2 separate regions of the Gossypium arboreum genome follow, and region 1 is linked to region 2. The links are chromatin contacts, called in public Hi-C maps. All regions are on one chromosome and are shown on one strand. Each heading gives the region's core, a stretch centred on a gene start, on an enhancer-like site or on the middle of the called end of the contact. The rest is flanking DNA. Distances are from core to core; before and after follow the strand shown. Region 1 holds the start of LOC108459597 (ribonuclease TUDOR 1-like). Region 2 overlaps LOC108457654 (respiratory burst oxidase homolog protein C-like).

The links. Hi-C and Micro-C count contacts between places; a contact is called where the count stands out from the background.
Region 1: a Hi-C map of leaf shows a contact between it and region 2, with 3 times the contacts expected there. The contact joins the promoter of LOC108459597 here to the enhancer-like site in region 2. A contact is called at or near these places in 2 of 5 Hi-C or Micro-C datasets (both in leaf).

The regions. Positions count from the first base shown.
Region 1 is chr1:12,739,510-12,742,432 of ASM2569848v2, reverse strand. LOC108459597 (ribonuclease TUDOR 1-like) reads left to right here and starts at 1,442. Exons shown (of 17, transcript XM_017759000.2): 1 at 1,442-1,655; 2 at 1,961-2,136; 3 at 2,353-2,427; 4 at 2,533-2,646; 5 at 2,721-2,825; 6 at 2,910-2,923. The coding sequence starts at 1,978.
Region 2 is chr1:12,684,947-12,687,922 of ASM2569848v2, reverse strand. LOC108457654 (respiratory burst oxidase homolog protein C-like) reads right to left here. Exons shown (of 12, transcript XM_017756713.2): 11 at 1,408-1,970; 12 at 989-1,321. The coding sequence ends at 1,212. Among protein-coding and RNA genes, the nearest start is that of LOC108457654, 6.8 kb to the right of the region's middle. Within about 2 kb of position 1,537, at least 2 of the 2 cell types and tissues checked have an H3K27ac peak or open chromatin away from gene starts, as enhancers often do. A contact at or near this core is called in leaf, where this site is marked.

The DNA.
Region 1 (2,923 bases), core at 193-2,692, 55 kb before region 2:
CAAGAGAATCTGGTCCATTTTGTCAAATTAGTCTATCAAATCTCGGGTTCAGTGGGCCCGAAATGCCCTGAAAATTGATCTGTTGGAATTGATTCCCCATTTCTAGTCTGATCGGATTTGACCACGTCCTGGTCTGATTTGACCGGTTCTGTTCATGATTTCCAACACTTTAAAAATCGTTTTTTTATAAAAATGACTCAAAACTTTTGATTTTTTACGAAAATAGCTCACTTTAAAAATTATTTACGTAAATGACCTGTTTTGAACATTAAACGTCAGTGACCTCATTGCCTTTGGCATCACCACCTCCATTTTTAAAAAAAATAATAATTATTTTGGGTGCAGTCGTTGCCAATGGCGGCATTAGACTGAAGTATAGTTATATAAAACATTCAGAGACTGATGAAATAATTATCCTTTAAGATAGAATGAAAAAATGGTGGTGCCATTCCTCTAGCCGCACCAATGAAATGCTTTTAAATTTTGATCTATTTGCATATTAAATTTATTCATTTATTTGCATATTAGATTTGTTCCTTATGAAATTTTAAATTGTCCTTAAAATATATAAAAATAAAAATAAACTCTTTTAAATTTTTTTAAAATAAACTTATAAAATATAAATTTTTATTTAAATTACCCAAATATATCCCTCAAGAATTTTCCTCAAAGTAAAATACTCTTATTTAAAACTTGAGGAAAATTTTTAGAGATATACTTGAGTAATTTAAATAAGGACTTTATATAGTTTTTTAAGTTTATTGTATTTTAAAAATAATACAATTTGAAAATAGTTTATTTTTGTTATGCTTATATTTTAAGGACTACTTAAATTTAATTTCAAAAGCAGACAAACTTAATATGCAAATAGACCAAAATTTAAAAATATTTAATTAGTGCGATATTTTTTCATCCAATCTAAAAGGATAATCGCTTTATCAGGTTCTTAAACATTTTATATAATTATACTTTAATATGATGCTACTAATGGCAACGACGGCACCTAAAAATTTTTTTCAAAAAAAATTGGAGGTGGTGGCACCAATGAAAATGACATCAGCGATGTTTATTGTTCAAAACGGGTCATCTATGTACATAATTTTTAAAGTGGATTATTTTAAAAAATAATAAAAAGTTTTGGGTATTTTTATAAAAAGTCGAAAATCCGGTTCAGTTGGCCTGAAAAAGTCGGCCCGAGGTGACCCCTCCCTGCTGACGTGAGTTGATGGGCTTGACATCACTTGTTTCCGAGTAAGTTCATAAAATTGCTATGGTTTTAAATACAGCTGACAGATGCCAGTGGCGGTGCCAAATTCAAAACATGTTGTATTTTGGGTAATATGACTGTTTTATTGGGCAAAAGAGCAAGGCATGAAACATTAAAATAGGAAATGTATATCACATATGTCAACTTTAGAAAATGACAAAATTAGATATTGTACTTTGATGTTATTTTTCCAAAAATATTGGAGGAGGGTATTTTTAATCCCCATTTCTATATTGCACCCGCGCCAGCCTCTCCTCTCAACATCTCACCTCCTTTGTGTTTTCACACAGAAATATAAAACCAAGTCTCACTCTTCATTTTCTGATAGATCCAATAAGGCTTCAATTTTCCTCAACCTGCACCCATAATTATCCATATTTTCTTTTTGGTATTACATATTTTTCGTTTGCATTTCTATAATCTGATTCTACACCCAAGCGCAAACTTATGATCAATTTTATCTCTTCATTTTTGTTTTCTAGCTGTTGTTTGATTTGATCAAAGGGCGTTTTAAACTATTTCTGTTATCAATATTTCAATTGTTGGTTGTTTTGAAGTTGCAATGAATTCGGATCTGGGTTCTTTTTGTTTTAAAAAAAATTGAATTTTGTTATTTAGAATGCTAATAACGTTTTTGGTTGTTGATTGAGATAATGATGTTGAAGTGAAGTGTTTCGTTATTTTTTATGGTAGATCTTTAGCTATTGAGAATGGCGGCATCAACTGGTGGGGGCACGGGATGGTACAAAGGGAAAGTCAAAGCAGTTCAATCGGGTGATTGCTTGGTAGTAATGGCCTTGTCCAGTAACAGGCCTGGACCACCACCTGAGAAAACCATTACTTTGGCATCTCTCATTTCTCCTAAACTGGTAAACCTCAATTGGATATGCTTTTCCTTTTGACTTTGATGCTATTGAGTTTAATGATTTACTTGTTTGGATAATGATTTTGTTGAATGACAGTCACTTCTAAACTATAAATTAAATTGGTGAGTTTGTATAGCTGCAATGGCCTAAGAAAAGCGAATCCGGTTCATGTTCTTCCCATTGAAGCTTTTTGTTTCTTTCGTCTTATCTTATTAATAGGCCCGCAGAGGGGGTGTTGATGAGCCATTTGCTTGGAATAGCAGAGAATATTTGAGGAAGCTCTGCATAGGAAAGGTGCTTCGACTTTTGAATTTTTCTGGTTGTTGTTGTTGTCGTCATCATAGAGGACATTGGCTGTTTAGAATAAGAGTGACCTAAATCAATCTATTCTTCACTTAGGAAGTTATTTTCAGAGTTGAATATTCAGTACCAAGCATTGCCCGGGAGTTTGGCTCTGTTTATCTTGGTGACAAAAATGTTGCAATGTTGGTTGTCTCTGAAGGCTGGGCAAAGGTAATTTTCTTTTCAGTATGTTATAATACATGAGAAAGGTTATTCTAGTTTTCAACTGAGCCAGGTTTGTACAGGTTAGGGGGCAGGGGCAGCAGAAAGGGGAAGTTAGTCCATATGTTGCTGAATTGTTACATCTTGAAGAACAAGCCAAACAACAAGGTCTGGGCCAATGGAGCAAGGTTATCTCTTCAGTCCACCACTGAATGTCTTAGTGATTTAGCAAAGAGTAGTTTCTAAGTGATCATAATAATTGTGGGTTGTAGGTACCTGGTGCTGC
Region 2 (2,976 bases), core at 288-2,787:
TTTTCTTTCTTTTTCTTTGATGAATTCGGCTAGGTGATGTTAAAATGATAAACAAAATTCATTTTGTTTTATTATAATAACCATAATTATAATAATTACTAACTTAACCTTTATTAAACATATAATTCATATTCATTAAAGCCATCAATGTTCAATCAATAATTCAATGGTTTATTACCACATAAGGACCTCTCAATTAAACAGCCATAGCAAATAGGTACTTTTAACGTATGGAACCTCACTTTTGCATTTTACGCTATTAGGTCCTTTTATCAAATTGAGCACACAAACGATTAAATTTTCATACAAAACTTTCACACATACTTAACCACATACAGTAAACATAGAAAATAATATTTAAATATTTTTCTGACTCGAATTTGTGGTCCCAAAACTACTATTTCGACTAGGGTCTAAACCGGGCTGTTACATAGGGTCCGGTGTCGCTTGACAGCGTCCCTCCACCTGGGCATTGCCTGACAGCATCCCTCTACCTGGGCGGTGCCTAACAAGTCTCCTCCACCCCTCCAACCCAATTCAGACTTGTATTTTACCCGTATTATGATAGGTAATATTGGTACTGCCATATAGGTTGGCACCACCAACAAAAAATGATTTTTTTTAAACCTTATTATGGTCTCATAATGGCCTGATGATTGTAGGAAAAAGAAAGTGGTGGTGCCAACTCGTAAAGCACCACCCATGGTAACTATTACGAACATACTACGTTAGTAAATAATCTCATATACATATCATCTCAGATAAAAAAAAAATTGCATTATTAAGGTAAAAAAGTCCAGTAGCAAAAGAAAAGCTAAGAGGGTAGCGTATGTTATGCTTGTGCAAGCGCTTAAACTTATAGGATTAGAGCCTATAGAAGACACCGTGCCTTGTCCTAACTTATTTGGGTCAAATTGTCTTTTTATATTTAAACTCATTAGGGTCGGCCTAGTCTTTGTTGAGCAATAGTGTATTTGAGCTAAGCCCATTCTTTTTGGTCCACCAGAAATCCCAATCAATAAGCCAGTATGGTGGTCCAACTTTTTATTGATATTTTTGATAGATAATAGAAACATGTTATAGGTGGTCATGAAAAGTGGGCCAAAGAACTTTATACAACCAAGACAGAAGTGGGATCAAAGGTGTGCACAAGTTTCCCAAAGTGAGCTTTAGCTTAGACTGTCATTTTATTATTTAACTTCATCTCCTTATTAAAAATTCTCCTTATGGAAATCAAACTTGGTGGAGGTCTTGTGAGAGAAATCTGAAGCTAGCTGGCGTAGCACCTTGGTCAGCGCCGGTGCCCCACAATAAAACACACCTGCCAATACCATTTTCCCAACTATTTAATATTAAAACCATCCGTATTGTGTTTAAAAATGGTTAGTTCAGCGTAGTAGTACGTACCAACTCGAGCGTTGTTGTGATTAACAGCAATGTGTTTGTAGACACTGCGCCAATTTGGCTTGGCGAAATGCGATTTTACACGTGTACCAGAGACGACATCGACACCGTTTTTAGCATGGTTGAGAGACTGGAGCATGGTGATGAGCGCAGAGCGAGCATCACCTTCTTCGTAAACACTGGTGCAATAGTTATGGAGCTCAATGACATGATCATGGTCCATTTCAGCTACTTCATTCATGATGCCCTTGAACCAATCAAAAGAGCCTTGTTCCCTTGTTACCCAATAAAAGTAAGCCCTCTTTGTCTTGAAGTTTTCTCTTCTTTTTGGATTTGGTGGAGATGGAGAACTCGTTTTGTTATTTATGGTAGCCCCATTTTCCAGGGCACTGCTCAGTTCTTCATCTTCATCCTCCGCCATGGATCTGATGTTGTGTACAATGTCTTTGACAATGCTGATCATGGGGGTTGCTCCAATCCCCAAACCCACTAACAAAACCACTTCATATTTCTTGTAGTCCTGTGCTGGTGCTCCATATGGCCCATCGATTAGCACTCTTGGGAATCTGTACATTTCAGTCATCAATCAAACATATTCAGCAATCTATTGCTTTTGAAAAGCATCCTTTGTGACATGGCAAAGCAGAATAATTTTTTAGTGGCAGAACGAAATTTTAAATTTTTTATATAGTTTATATATTTATAATTTTTAAAAGATTAAATCAAATTTTTATAATTTTAGGAAGATTAAAGTGTAATTTTACTTTTATTAATTTAAAATTTTAAAAAATTAAAGGATTTAAATGACAATTTTTCATTTTAGAGGGGCCGAGCCCATGCCAGCCCCCCCTAGAATCGCCTCTGCTTTGTCATACATTAATTGAGGCATAATCTTTTATATAGGTTGCTCATAAAGTTTAATCAATCATATAAAAACTAAACATTTACAAAATTATTTAAATGAATGCCAAACTTTTAAAATGATCAAATAAGGGTTAAATTTGTTTAAAGTGCTCTACTAAAACCTTTCAAATGTAGCATATTTATAATTTTACTTAATATATGATTCAACTGACACCTATTTTATTCTAAACAAGTTGACATTTACTTAATTTTATTACAATTATTAAGTTAGAGTACTTGAAAATCTTTTATTTAAATATTTTTCTAAAAATTAAACTTTATATAATCATTTTAAAAATTTTAATTTTATGTAATCCCTAAAATGTTAAACCCCAATAATTTGAGCTACAGTGGTTATGAAAAAAAGTAATGTACAGCTAAAGATGAAAATGACTATATATATATATATATATATTTCTGTTGTTAGGGACATCCACTTTCCATCAAAGGAGGTTTGTGACTGCCACTAGCTAACAAGGTGAAATATCCAAATTTTCTTCATTGGCATGTAGCATGAGTCAAAGGTTTTGAAATTAGTGTTTTGGTTGCTAACTTTCAACAACTTGATGCTATTGTTTTTGTGATATGGAGGTGATTTGTAAGCTAAGTGAGATAGGCAGGCAGGAATAAAATATGGCCCCGTATTTCAAGGAGAACCGACAAACAACG